Linked DNA regions of Canis lupus: region 2 is linked to region 1. Evidence: chromatin contacts called from public Hi-C data. All regions are on one chromosome and are shown on one strand. Each heading gives the region's core, a stretch centred on a gene start, on an enhancer-like site or on the middle of the called end of the contact. The rest is flanking DNA. Distances are from core to core; before and after follow the strand shown. Region 1 overlaps LOC119878082 (a long non-coding RNA gene). Region 2 holds the start of RAP2C (ras-related protein Rap-2c).

The links. A called contact is a pair of places that touch in the nucleus more often than the background predicts.
Region 2: a contact with region 1 is called in a Hi-C map of blood, with 9 times the contacts expected there. The contact joins the promoter of RAP2C here to the enhancer-like site in region 1. A contact is called at or near these places in 2 of 9 Hi-C or Micro-C datasets (both in blood).

Annotation. Positions count from the first base shown.
Region 1 is chrX:103,775,911-103,782,823 of UU_Cfam_GSD_1.0, reverse strand. The region is part of intron 2 of LOC119878082 (a long non-coding RNA gene); the gene reads left to right. Among named protein-coding and RNA genes, the nearest start is that of STK26, 100 kb to the left of the region's middle. Within about 2 kb of position 4,088, at least 2 of the 20 cell types and tissues checked have an H3K27ac peak or open chromatin away from gene starts, as enhancers often do. A contact at or near this core is called in blood, where this site is marked.
Region 2 is chrX:104,066,558-104,073,020 of UU_Cfam_GSD_1.0, reverse strand. RAP2C (ras-related protein Rap-2c) reads left to right here and starts at 3,866. Exons shown (of 4, transcript XM_038588325.1): 1 at 3,866-4,010; 2 at 5,582-6,356. The coding sequence starts at 6,084. LOC119868515 (a long non-coding RNA gene) reads right to left here and starts at 5,235. Exons shown (of 3, transcript XR_005386447.1): 1 at 4,532-5,235.

The DNA.
Region 1 (6,913 bases), core at 2,839-5,338:
TTTTGGTGGATACCAGACATTGTGACATTTTACTTTCTTGGATACCGGGTATCTTTGTATTTCTGGAAATATTTTTTACCTTTTTCCTAGAATGTGGTTTAGCTACTTGGAAAGAGGTAGGTTCTTTGGATCTGTTAGCACAAGAACCATGTTTAGGGGAGGAGTAATCATGCCACACTACTGAGGCAAGACCTTTATGAGTACTGCACCCAATGACATGAATTGTGATATTTTCAATGTTCTGATTTGTAAGACTAGGTTCTATTCTAGGTCTCACACAAGTGCTGGGTATTGTTCCTTCTAGTCCTTTTGGATAGCTCTTCTCCAGTCTTGGGTAGTTTCACACATCACACATGTATCCCTGTAGATCTGCTAAGTTTCCTCCCTGTGCAGTCCCCTCCCTGGTAGTCTGTCTAGCAAACTTCAGCCACTTCTTTCTTTCCAACACTCCTTCCCATCTCCTCAATTCAGGAAGTCCAGCAGGCTCTGGTGAGGAGACCTGGAAACTTTTAAGGCAGAAAAGCTAAGACAGATGTGGGGAATACATTTTCAGTTAACTGTCTTTATGGGTCACTGTCCCTGGTAACCTAATGTCCAGTGTCTTGATAATCATCATTTCATTTATTTGTAGTTTTTGTTTGTTCAGGCATGAGAGTAAATTGGTCTCTGTTATTTTACACAGATCAGAAGTGGGATTTCCTTTTTCATAATTTTAAACATGACACCCATAGTTGTTTTAGGATCTGTGTCTCATAATTCCATTAACTGAAATTTCCTGTGTTTCCTTTTGGTCTATTTTTTTTTTTTGCTTGCTCCTGCCCATATGCCTTGTGTGTTTATTTGCCTGGTTATTCTGATCTTCATACTTTAACAATTATTTATAGTAAGAACTTTAGCTACAATGAAGTCACATTCTTCCAGAGAGTATTTCCATTTGCCTCTGTCAGATGGAGTACTGGGGGGATAATTGGGCATACTCTTAGTGGAGGCCACCCTTAAATTTTTACGTTTGGAATTGTCTACATATCAAGGAAGTAGAACCTAAGATGAACTTCTGTGTGAGGGCTGGGCCACATCCTGTACCCTCAGGATGGAGTCTTTTGGGTGCCACCTAATTGAAGGAAGATAGTCATGTTAGACTCTCTAGTTTGTATACATCTCAACCTTTGGTTTATGCTCTTCTTATCCTAAGAGGTTATGTAAATAATGTTCTGATTTGGAAAATATCTAGGTCTCTATTTTCTCTTTATTTTGTTCAGGTAACACCTTATTTCCCTTTCAGCTTTTCAATTCTTTATTTTTCTAAGATTTTATTTATTTATTCATGAGAGACACACAGAGAGAGAGGCAGAGACACAGCAGAGGGAGAAGCAGGCTCCATGCAGGGAGCTGGATGGGGACTCGATCCCGGGACTCCAGGATCATTCCCTGGGCCGAAGGGAGGCTCCCAACTGCTGAGCCACCCAGGTGTCCCAGCTTTTCAAGTCTTTAAAGAAGGTATTCTTCACATTTCATCCAGGTTGCTAAAAGTTTCTTTCAGGGGCCCCTGGCTGGCCCAATTGGTGGAGAGTGTGACTCTTGATCTCGAGGTTGTGAATTCGAGCCCCACATTGGGTGGAGAGATGACTTAAAAAATAAAAATTAAAAAATAGCACTGAATATAAATTAAAATATAGAAGTTTTTTTTTTCCCAAAGGGCAGGCTGATATGAATGACCTAGCCTATCTTAACAAAAATCTGGAAGTTTGCCGTGAATTTTTAGAGGATGGCTTAAGACATTGGTACAGAAGGAATTGCTAATGAAACTACCCAGCCCAACCATGCACTATCTGGTCAGTCTTAGCTTTGCAAGCACCTTCTTCATGCTGAGCCTTGTTTTTCTACTCACTGAAATTATTCTTGAAATATATTCATTAGGAACACTTGGTTCTATTCCATGACTTTATCTGTAATGTATTAGCACAAGTCATTGTGTGGACACATCTGGTTGATTATGCAATGCAGTTGACAAATTCTAGTTTGGTGTGCTCTCTAAATAGCCTGCAGGCTGGTTTTTGGAGGAAGGTGCCTAATTCTGTACTGAGGCTCTGCCCAAAGTGAGACTGTCTGCATTTCCAGTTCTCTTAGCTCTGGTTCAGTTAGCATGGTGAACAACCCAACATGGTTAACATATGAAGCATTTAAGACATTCCTCAGCTTTCGATTAGCAAAGTAGTTGAATATGGGAACCTGGGAGCCACGTAAATTCTTGGTCAAACAAAACCATGTACTTGATTAGGCAAAGCACAGTACCTGCCGGCTAGAAGTTTAACTAGCATCCTAAGAGCATGGGATCTGAAGCTGTGCTTCGAGGGTCAAATATTTACACCAAAAGGAAAGGTTTCTATCTGCAGATCAAGGGATTTTCTACTTTCCCTAATATTCTTTCTCTGGTGTTCTCAAAGAATACTGGGACGCAGATAAAACACTATCAGGCCTGCCTCAACCCAGAGCCCAACAACGGCAACAGCAACACCAGGGCTTTGTAGAAAACGGGGACCAAAAAGAACTTAGCAACTGCCAGACACAGTTGGTGAAGTCAGGGGCAAAGTCCATAGTCAGAAAGTAGGAGCCCTAAAGGGGAAATGCCAGTAATGATGATGATGATGATGATGATGATGATGATGATGAAGAAAATAGAAAAAGCTAATTACTGAGGCCTTATTATAAGGACCCAAGAGGACAAATTAGAATAGCTAACATATACTACCTACTACGTGCCAGGTGTTGTTCAAAGTGTTTTAGAAATATCAAATCAGGGACACCTAGGTGGCTCAGTGGTCGAGCGTCTGCCTTTGACTCAGGTTGTGATCCCGAGGTCCTAGGATTGAGTTTCGCATCAGACTCCCTGCATGGAGCCTGCTTCTCCCTCTGTCTGTGTCTCTCATGAATGAATAAATAAAATCTTTAAAAAAAAAAAAGAAATATCGAATCATTTCATTCCCATAATCATCCCATGAGGTCGGCTCAGAGAGGCTAAGTAAAGAGCTCAAAGTCACAGAGCTGTTAAATGTGGCCCATGTCCTTCACCTTGCCCACAGTACTCCTAGATAGTGAGTTATGCTGAGATCAAGAGAGAAGCTAGCTCTCCATCCACTCCCACCTGGAGAAGGGAGGCTGTAGGTTTGGGGAACACAGGGACAGCAAAGGCAGCTACATTGGCAGCATCTGTCCTACAGGCTCCGAAGGGTGGAAATCAACCAACACACTGTGTGATCAGGGCAGGGAGAGGATTGCAAAAGGAGGATGTACCAGGTACCAGCAGAGAGCGAGTTTTAGTCTTTATTCTCTCTAAGTTGCCTGTGAATGGTGAAGGACAGATCTGAGGCCACTCTTGTCCTGAGCCCTAATTTCACTCCTGGGCAAGGACAAACCGGCCCCATGAAAAGGTTGTCCTTAGCCCTAGAAGGGAAGGTGAGGCGTCCTGCCAGGTCTCTGTCGACATCTAGCGGTCATTGTGGCATAGGACACCCAACGCAGGATGGGCGCGTTTGAGCTGGCTAGTGGAAGAACAGGAGGGCAGAGCAGGGGTTCTTTACTTGGGGATGGAAGGGAAGGGCGAGAGGCTCTGTGAAAGTTACCTCCTCCCCCCTTGAGTCATATGTGAAAGCTATACTGGTGCATTTCCCCGTAGCTGTCATCCGTTCCACCGTGGCTTTTGTGACACTCATAATTTAAGAACCACAGCTGGAGGGTCAGGAAGTGGTGTCCCAGAGAGAAGCTGGCTCTGGCCTGTGGGCCTTCCCACTGGGTCCTCACCCTGATGGGCAGAGAGGCCCCAGCTGGGCCCCAGCATGGCTCTCTCTGTGCACAAAGCGCGGAGCTGGGGGGGAAGTGCGTCGATGGTAATTTTTTTGGTGGCAGTTAGGCCCTCAGAGGACAGGGACAGGCCCTCCCTGACAAAGGCCTCTTAGGGCTGCTCACCTTTCTTTGGCCCTCCAGGCTTGGCCTGGAAACACTTGGAGCTTTTCCTCTGCTCAGCAGCTGGATTCCCTCTCAGCCTCACCTGGTCCCACCCTGTTCTTCTTCCCCAGCTTTGATGTAAGACCTGGGACCCTGCCTTCTCCCTTCTCTGTAGCTGCCACCTCCCACTCTACCCTTTGGATTCCCTTCCACACCCCCAAGCACAACTGCAAAGGGGATCGACTGCAAAGGGGATCGCTGCCACCCCAGCTCCTCCCTCCCTGGGCCCAGATGGCCGGCACATGAGCAACCTGTTGGGAGGGCTTCCCTCAGCACCAGGCAGAGACACATTCAGGACACACACAGCAAGGCTAACCTGCACAGGAGCCACAAGGAGCAAAGAACAGTCCAGAAGTCTCGAAGTTACCATGGCCAGTCTGCACGTTCTGTCTCCCTCTGGATCAGTGAGGACACATGCAGGCCCACTTGAGCTCCTGCCCTCTGCTCTCTTCCTTGAGGGATGGCTCACCATACCTTCCCTGCTTCAGTTTGCTAACTTGAAGGGGAGTTGGGGCCTGGCCAGGATATCCAGACAGGAAGCTAACTGTGTGCCCCGTGTCCAGTGTTCAGTAGTTGTCTCCAGTTTGGATGGAGGAAGACTCAACAGCCCACAAGAATAGACAACCATGACCTTAAAGGCAAGTGTTGATGAAACTGGGAAAGTAATCAGAAGAAGGGAACAGAAAACAGGCATTAGCTTGATGGTTGTCACCTGGAGAAAATTTTTTTAATATTGATGTCAGGGTTTCATACCAAACAGAAAATTAGAATTTTCAGTATGGAGTATAGGCTTTGGTGTTTTGTTTTTGTTTTTTTCAAAAGCTCCCTATGTGATTTGAAGGATCTTCTAGGGGTAAATATATGGCACTAGGTTATAAGATGAACTCAATTCAAAGTGCAAGAAGAGGTCTGATCAGGAAGTTGGTGAGGCCCTGAAGACATTGACCTAGATCCTGAAATACCATGACAGTACAATAGTTGGTGATACAGTTCTGCTGAACTGAAACTTTCATAATACCTGTCCCCTGGTCACCCTAATATAAAACTTTAAGAGGGTCAATGATGAGTGTGATCATTGGGGATGAGAAACCTCCTTGATGTGTGGCATCCTCCAGGGCCATCCTGTTGGCCCACACACCATCCAGTCTCCTGCGTTGTAACTTTACACACAAGGATATCTCTCAGTGTAATGAAGACACAGAAAGTTTTAAATACTAGCAGGACTTTGGGAGTAATTAAAATGGCTGTACATAGACTACCACAGAATAGGACTAAATCACTGTGTTCTTTCCCATCTTATTGCCAAATAATATAAGAATCAATTGTTCACATCTTCCTCATCACATCTGTTTCCAATACCTAAAGTTTAGCCTTTCCTCTATAGCTTCTTCCTGCAGCTTCTACTTTATTCCATCCCAAGCCTACTCTGAGGTGCCTACATCATCCTACTTCCTTTGTAAACAAACACACACACTATTTTACTACCAATCGATGTGCAAAACAATCTTCCTAACACCTCTTCTCAAATCCTCAAGCCACACATGGGCCTCACCATGCTTTGCTCTCACTTTATCAAATACCTACCCCTCACTTCATCTCTGAAACCCACCCCATTCCTCATCCTATATAAAATCATTTTTTAAAGACATAATACCAAGTAAGGTGTAAACTAGATATCCCTACACCTGACATTCAAGCCACTTATAATTTTCAGCATATCTCTCAGCCTCACCCACCGAGCCCCTCAGCTTTTATGATGTCATTTATTTTTAAAACAAACTTTTAATTTCAGAATAGATTTGTATTTACAGGAAAGTTGCAAAGATCATACAGAGAGTTCACATACCCCACACCCAATTTCCTCTATTGTTAGCATCTTATATTAGTGCAGTGCATTTGTCACAATTAAGGAACCACTACTGATATGTCATATTCACTAATGTCCATACTCTCTTTAGATCTCCTTAGTTTTTACCTAATGTCCTTGTTTTAGGGGGTCCAGGATCCCATCCAGGATACAGTTATATTTACTCGTCATGTCTCTTGGGCTCCTCTGAGCTGTGAGCTTCTCAGACTTTGCTTGTTTTTGATGACCTTGATAGTCTTGAAAAATACAGGTCAGATATTTAGTATAATGTCCCTATATTGGAGTTTGTGTGTTTTTATTCTCACGATTAAACTGGCATTATAGGTTTTTGAGGAAGAAGATCACAGAGGTCAAGTGCCATTTTCATCACATCATGTCGAAAGTATATACTGTTAACAGAACTTAGTGTTGAAGTTAACCTTGATTACCTGGGTGACATAGTGTTTTTCAGGCTCCTCTATGATACAGCTACTTTTTTTTCTTTCTTTTATGCTGTACTGTTAGGAAGTAAGTCACCACAATCAGCCCATTTTTACGGAGCGGAGAATTATGCTCTCCCTTCTTGAAAGCTGAGTAGCTACATACATTATTTGGGATTCTTTGCATGGGAGATTTGTCTCTTTTCCTTCACTTAATTATCCAATCATTTATTTATAACAGTGTGGACTCTTGGATATATTTATTTTACATGTTGAATTACAATCAAATACTAGTTTATTTTGTTGGCAAAATTGTTCCCACTTTAGTCATTGGGAGCTCGATCTATTGGCCCCTATGTCCCTTTGACAACTCCCATTGGTGCAATTTTTGGGGAGAACTTTTTTACTTTCTGGCACTGGAAGATGCTCCAGGTTCATCTTGTATATTTCCTGTCCCAGTCTTAGAATCAGGCATTTCTCCAAGGAGTCCTGGTTCCCTTTATTGGAGAATGACATTAAAAACCAAGATTGGGGTCCTAGGTGTATTCATTGCTACAGGACTGCCACTTTATTTTTGAACAAGTAATGTGCAATGTAGGTATCTCTGAACCTGGCCTCAATCCAT
Region 2 (6,463 bases), core at 2,617-5,116, 290 kb before region 1:
TTGGAGCAGCAGCAGCAGCATCTGGGAACTTAGAAATGCAAATTATGGGCCCTGCTCCAGAAACAGAAACTCTGGGGGCGGGGAGCTGGTTAGGGCCCCAGCCACCTGCACGGTACCAACACTTCCAGGTTACCTTCAAATGCATATAAATTAAGAATAGGTTTATACAATGGATTTAAATTGCCCATAAACATGCACATATAAACAAGAAAAATATTATGGTTATTATTTATACTAATTCCTTAAATTTATTTGGTTCTTAATAGATTACAAAATGCTTTCCTAATGACTATATTTGAAAGGAAAGATGAAATAGGGAGAATGATAAAGGGGTTCAGATTGGTATGTTACACTCTTACTTAATAGGCCCCTGAGCTCCTAGAGAGAGAACTTTCTCAGCTGCCACATCAGGAAAATAAGAATTTTGTGCCCCTAAAAGAGCATTTGCCAGGTCAGGCTGGGGAAGTGGGTTCTGTGGTAAGCAGCCCTTCCCACAAAATCCCATTGGTTGGATGAAGGATTCCAGGTGGACAAGGTTGAATGTGATTAAATCTTAGTTGGGGTTGTAGGAAAGCTAGAGCTATGGGGAAGAAGGTCTACTGAAGCTGAGAGGTACCTGAGTATTTTTAATACTTTATGCAGGCATGAAGTTTCATTACACAAAATTATATCACCACGTTCTCAGTTAAAAAAAATTTTTCACTCTCAGAGAAAAACACAGTGAAAGGAACTAAAATTTTATGGCAATTTCCTTTGGGTAGTAGTATTTCACCTTTTTTTTAAAGAGTTTTTTTGCGAAAAACTTTTTTTATAATGAGAAAAGGATAATAAAGTCATAAAATTTGTTCTGTGTACCTGGGGAGACTGATTTGCAGAACCAGCAGCTGGTGCAGCTGGAGGCAGAATCTGACAAGGGAAATTGGGATCTCAGAGGTTAGAAGGAGCTGGGAAGGACCCAGAGCAGTGTTTATTGAGAGGCCCATCTAAAGCAATGAAGTAAGAGGAAATGCCCTGACGAAGACTTTTGTAGGCAAAGACCTAGGACACTACTAACTCAGGCTCTGTTAATCCAAAGGCAAGTTCAAGCCAAGGAGTGGGAAGCGCCTGGGACACCAATATCATGGGGCTTGGGTTTCTTCCCAGGACCTGGAAGGTGAGAGGGCTCCCTTGGGAGGGTGGAAGTGAGGGAAAATGATCCAGAACAGTTTATGGCTCCAGGGCTTGCAACTGAAGGAGGTAGCAACTGGAAAGGGACAACTAGTGCCTTAAGCAAACTTTCACACTTACCACTTGTGCTGAGCCATTTGCACAAAACAGGATTAGGTACCTGTAACTTACATATTCTGCGTATAGTTTATACCCTAAGATTTCTTCACTATGGTAGAAAGTCAGCTGTGTTCTTAAAACTGATTGCCTGAGCTGCAGTTATTTTCTAGTGGAGGCTGATACAGAATTACAACAGAAGTTCTGAATCTCAAGGGCATACTATCTGGAGAAGTGACCCTCCCCCATCCTTGAGCCTTGGGAGTGGAAAGTTGTTATGTGAGCATTTTACATTTATGAAGCAGTTAGTGTTTGGAAGGCTAAGTGCTTTGAATGGGCTGTCTCATTTATTCTTCCAAGGAGCCTTATGAGCTAGTTACCGCCATCGTGTCCAACTTTACTAAACGAGGGAATGAAGATCTAGCTTGCAAAGGAGAATGTTAAGACTGATTCTGAAGCCCAAATTCCTTCTATCATACTACCCTGCATTTGTTAGTCCTGAAAATACCCTAAAGTGAGTAACAGTATCTCTAAAAGACTAAAACTAGTAATACCTAGGGTGAGGTTACAAAAAAACCACATGCAGTGTTGGTAGGAATGTGAATTGGTATGATGTTTCTGAAGGACAATTTCACAATATTGACCAGAGAATTTTAAATGCAAGTACCCTTTTGTTTCAATGATTTCCATCACCAAGATATAGTAAGTGAAAAAAAAAAAAGCAAGGTGCAGAATGATGTGTATAGTAAGATGTCTTTTAAAATAACTTTTAGGGAAAAAAAAATAAAAAATAAAAAAAATAAAAAAAATAAAAAAATAAAATAAAATAAAATAACTTTTAGGGGATCCCTGGGTGGCTCAGTGGTCTAGTGCCTGCCTTTGCCCCAGGGCATGATCCTGAAGTCCCGGGATCCAGTCCCACATCGAGTCCCACATCCGGTTCCCTGCATATAGCCTGCTTCTCCCTCTGTCTGTGTCTCTGCCTCTCTCTCTCTCTGTCTTTTATGAATAAATAAAATCTTTTAAAAAACAAAAAATAAAATAATTTTTAAAAATACATATAGAAGATGGGTTGATAAAAATGCTAGCACATGAATACTGTTTTCCCCCTGAAATACAAGAAGGTTTTAACAATAAATATCTTTGGAAAGAGTAACTCGGTTATTATTTTTGTGCCATTGGGAGATATTTGGGCTTTTAAAGTTTTGTTTTCCTCTCTATGTCCACTGATATTTTTTAAGTAACACTTTACCAAGTCTTTTAAATAAAAACCAAAGAGACAGCATTTATTGAGGATTGGTCATGACCAAGAAACTGAACTAAGCATCTTACATATACTACTTCATTGTATTTTCACATGAAATGGTTAGCTTCATTTTACAGATGAGAAGCTAGAGCCTTGGACTGGTGAAATCACTTGCTCATGGTGCCACAGCTGAGGAGGTAGGCAAGTGGCCGCATAAATGCCTGCCTTGGTTCAGAGACCTTGGCACTCAACTGCCTGGCTGTGCTCTTCTAATTGGGTTTTTAACTCTCATTGGCTAATAAAAGTAAACTGGTGAACAACTGGAGTCTAATGAGATAATGTATGTGAAAATACTTTTCTAAGTATAGAGATGTTTGGGGAGGATAGAACAGGCAGCAGGAGGGAGTTTAAATTGGGCAGACTTGTCCACTGATCCCCAGACAGTCAGGACATTGTTTTTTGAGGAAGTGGTGATTAACAAATTTCTTCTTTTTCCTTTAAAAATATCATGAAATGGTATTTATTCCCTCTTCCCCCCAATAACACCTGATCATTGTTGAAAAATGAAAAAGTTGTGGAGAAATGAAAATCCTTTCATAATACCTCTCATGGATACTTCATGACTTGTTTCAGGTGTTAATGGACACGCAACTATATATTGCACTTTCCCACATATTTTACCTTGATGGAAGCAACTATGTATTTGTTCAGTATCTTGCTCTCTTTCAGCCTTATCACATGTCCTGACCATCTTTTCATATCAGCACTTACAGATCTTTCTTCTTTTAAATAAATAGCTGCATTGTATCCATTTTGCAAATGTACACACACACACAATTATTTTAGAATTGTCTACTGAAGGGCATTTTAAGCTACTTCCAATTGTTTGCTTTCCTAACTGCTGCTGGAATGAAGCTCGTTCCCAAGAAAGTTTAGAGGGAGCTTCAGATTGAGTGTGACACATGTCAACTCTGTAGCTGATGAGTGACCCTGTAGGACTCTGTACTGAGGGGAGGAGCACGTTTCACTGTGTGGAGAAACAAAGAACTGTGTCCAAAACAGTTTGGCCAACACAATCAGAGATATGAGACTTGCCAACAGTTGGGACAACCTCAAAAAGAGGAGCTCCCTGTTGTGACAGTTTAGTAATAAGGCAGAGGTTGGGTACTATTTCTCAACAGTGATTGCTGGATCAGAAGAGGATTTCCAGACTCAGGTTCAAGCAGAGTTGGTGCAGGGTATAGATCCCACCAGACAGTCTGGAGACAGCTAGACAGGGAGATGGGCAGCAGAGCTCCAAATCAGGCAAAAGCACGTGTGGAAGGAGCAGTGACCTATGGGGAGACTCAAAACTCATAGACCAACCTCTTCCAGCAGAGGGCAGTGCCTCAGATATCAGGCGGGACTCAGGCCAGCTGGAGCCAGAGCTGGGGACTCCGCTGGACAGATTGCAGCAGCCCGGAGCCGAGGAGAAATTGAAGTAAACTGTCCTCTGGACACTGTAAGTGACATTGGGGAGTGCTCAGGGAAAGACACAGTGGGACTTCAAACTACCGGGATTTGCCTGTTTTCTAATGTCTACCAGTTTGGGTTTGGTAATAAATCTCTTTTCATCCAGCCTGGCTGTGAGGGCTTGCAAGTAAGAGAATTTGGAATCAATTTAAGGCGACCGGTCTCTCAGGTTCCTGGGTACATGCTTGAATCAAAAAGGGGGTGACATGCCTAAAATATAATCGAGCATTGGGGCTCTGTGGATCTGACACAAAGTTTACAAATAGAAAGTTAGCAGAGGGAAAGATATTTAAGAAGTAATAAATTTATCTAAAAATAGAAACTTAGTGTTTAACAGCAGTCCTTTCCTCTTGCATTTCAAGGACTATGAAGGATGACCATTGAAACAGACTTTATCGGGGAAGAGCCAGCTGCGGGAACTGCTCTGCGGGCAGATAATGAAAGATTAAAAGCAATTAGTCTCGTAGGCCTAAACAATTTCCAATCAACTCTCCCCTGAGTATTGCTTACCTTTCCCGCCGTGTAGTGGTTACAATCAAAAATGGCAAAGCTGAGTTATTGTCAGATAAAGTGTTTCTATTCCTGTTGTTTTTGAGTCTTGTGATAAGAAGGGAAGGAGTGACTTTGTCATTTGCTGGTGGAGTCGAGCCAATTTGCTAGATGATAAAAGTACTGTATTTAATTATTTGTCAGGCATGGCCAAGTAAGACACATCACAAATGGATTAAGAGCGGTAGTGCAGTCGAAGGGTAGTTTGCACGCGTTTCTAGAGAAACATCAAGTGTTCGAAACACGAGCTATGAGAATGAACTTTCTTGGCTGCTTTATTTTCCTTGCGCCTTCTCGAGCCGGGATGTTGGGCGCTCTCCCGGGGGCCGGATGGTAACCCGCCGTCCAAGCACTCGCCAGCCGGCGGTGCAAGTCCTCTGGCTGCGAGCCGCGGAGACGCCAAGGGGTTTGGCGCCTTTGGGATGCGACTGTCAGCAGCTGGGGTTGCGGGCAGGAAAGGGAAGGCCGCCGGAGGTTCTCTGAGAGGCCCTTTGCCAAGGCCGCGGCCGCGAACCGAGACCGTCCCCTGCCGCCTCACTCGGCAGGGCGCGGCCCCAGAGCCACCCGGCTCGCCCCGGAGAGGTGGGACTTTCCCCACCGGAAGTGATCCCGGCCAGTCTCGGGGAACTGGGGCACCTCAGCCAGTGTGTCAGGGAAACCCTTCCGGGTGTGTGCTGGGGGGGGGGGGGGGTGAGGAAAAAAAAAGAGGTGGCTTCGCCCAGAGTGGCCGCCGCCGCCACCGGACAGCCCCCGCCCCTTTCCCCTCCGCGAGCAGCGGCGCTGGGGCGGCGGAGAGACCGAGGAGCCGGCCGCTGGCCATGGCCTTGGCGTGACGGAGCCTCCCGGGCGGCCGGGCGGGTGCGGACGGCGGGGTAAGTGGCGGCGCTGGCGGAGGCAGCCGGGTCCGGGTCCGGGCAGGAGCTGGCGGGGAGGAGGGGGGTGCGGAGCGAGGAAGGCGGGCGGCGGTCGGGGGCCCGGCGGTAACGCGCCCCCTCACCCCCTTCCCCACAGGCCGGACGACGCCCGCGGGAGCCGCGGCCCAGAGACCCGCCCGGGCGGCAGTGACTGGAGCCGAGCCCACAGGCCTGGGCTGGCTCGGCGGCGCGAGCAGGAAGCGGGGTCCCTGGGCCCCTTTGTGTGAAGGGCGGGGGGAGGGGTGCCGGGCCAACCCTGGCCGCGGGGGCCCCCGTTGCGCGGCCCCCACCGCTTCCCTCAGGGGCGCGGCGCGTCTCCCCACCCCGCCTCTCGGTGCTTGCCCTCCTCCCCACGCCCCCTGCCTGGGCTTCAGTTCCTATAGGAAGGGCATCACCATCCCATCCCCACCCACCCGACACTTGGCTCTTTCCCCTCCCCCTCCTTTAACTTCCTCTTCTTCCCCCGTTGGGCCCTCGGCCGCTCCGCACTCTCCTCCCCAGTTCGCAGATTTCCGCCCACCTTCCGCCTCCCCGAGCCGCCGTGGCTAGCGGGGTGTTCTTTTCCCTCCCTGTGGTAGAAGTTGCTGAAGGTGAGACTCATGAGGGAATACAAGGTAGTGGTGTTAGGGAGCGGAGGGGTTGGCAAATCTGCCCTTACTGTGCAGTTTGTCACCGGGACTTTCATTGAGAAATATGACCCCACCATTGAAGATTTCTACCGCAAAGAGATCGAAGTGGACTCTTCCCCCTCCGTGCTGGAAATTCTGGACACCGCAGGAACTGAGCAGTTTGCCTCCATGAGAGATCTCTACATCAAAAACGGCCAAGGTTTCATCCTGGTTTATAGCCTGGTTAATCAACAGTCCTTCCAGGTAACCAAACCGAGTCTTGTAATTTGTTAGAAGGGGGTGTGGTGATCCCACATTTACTTCTGGTGAGCTTGAACTGTGTGTTAATCACTATGTTTTGCTTCAGAAAG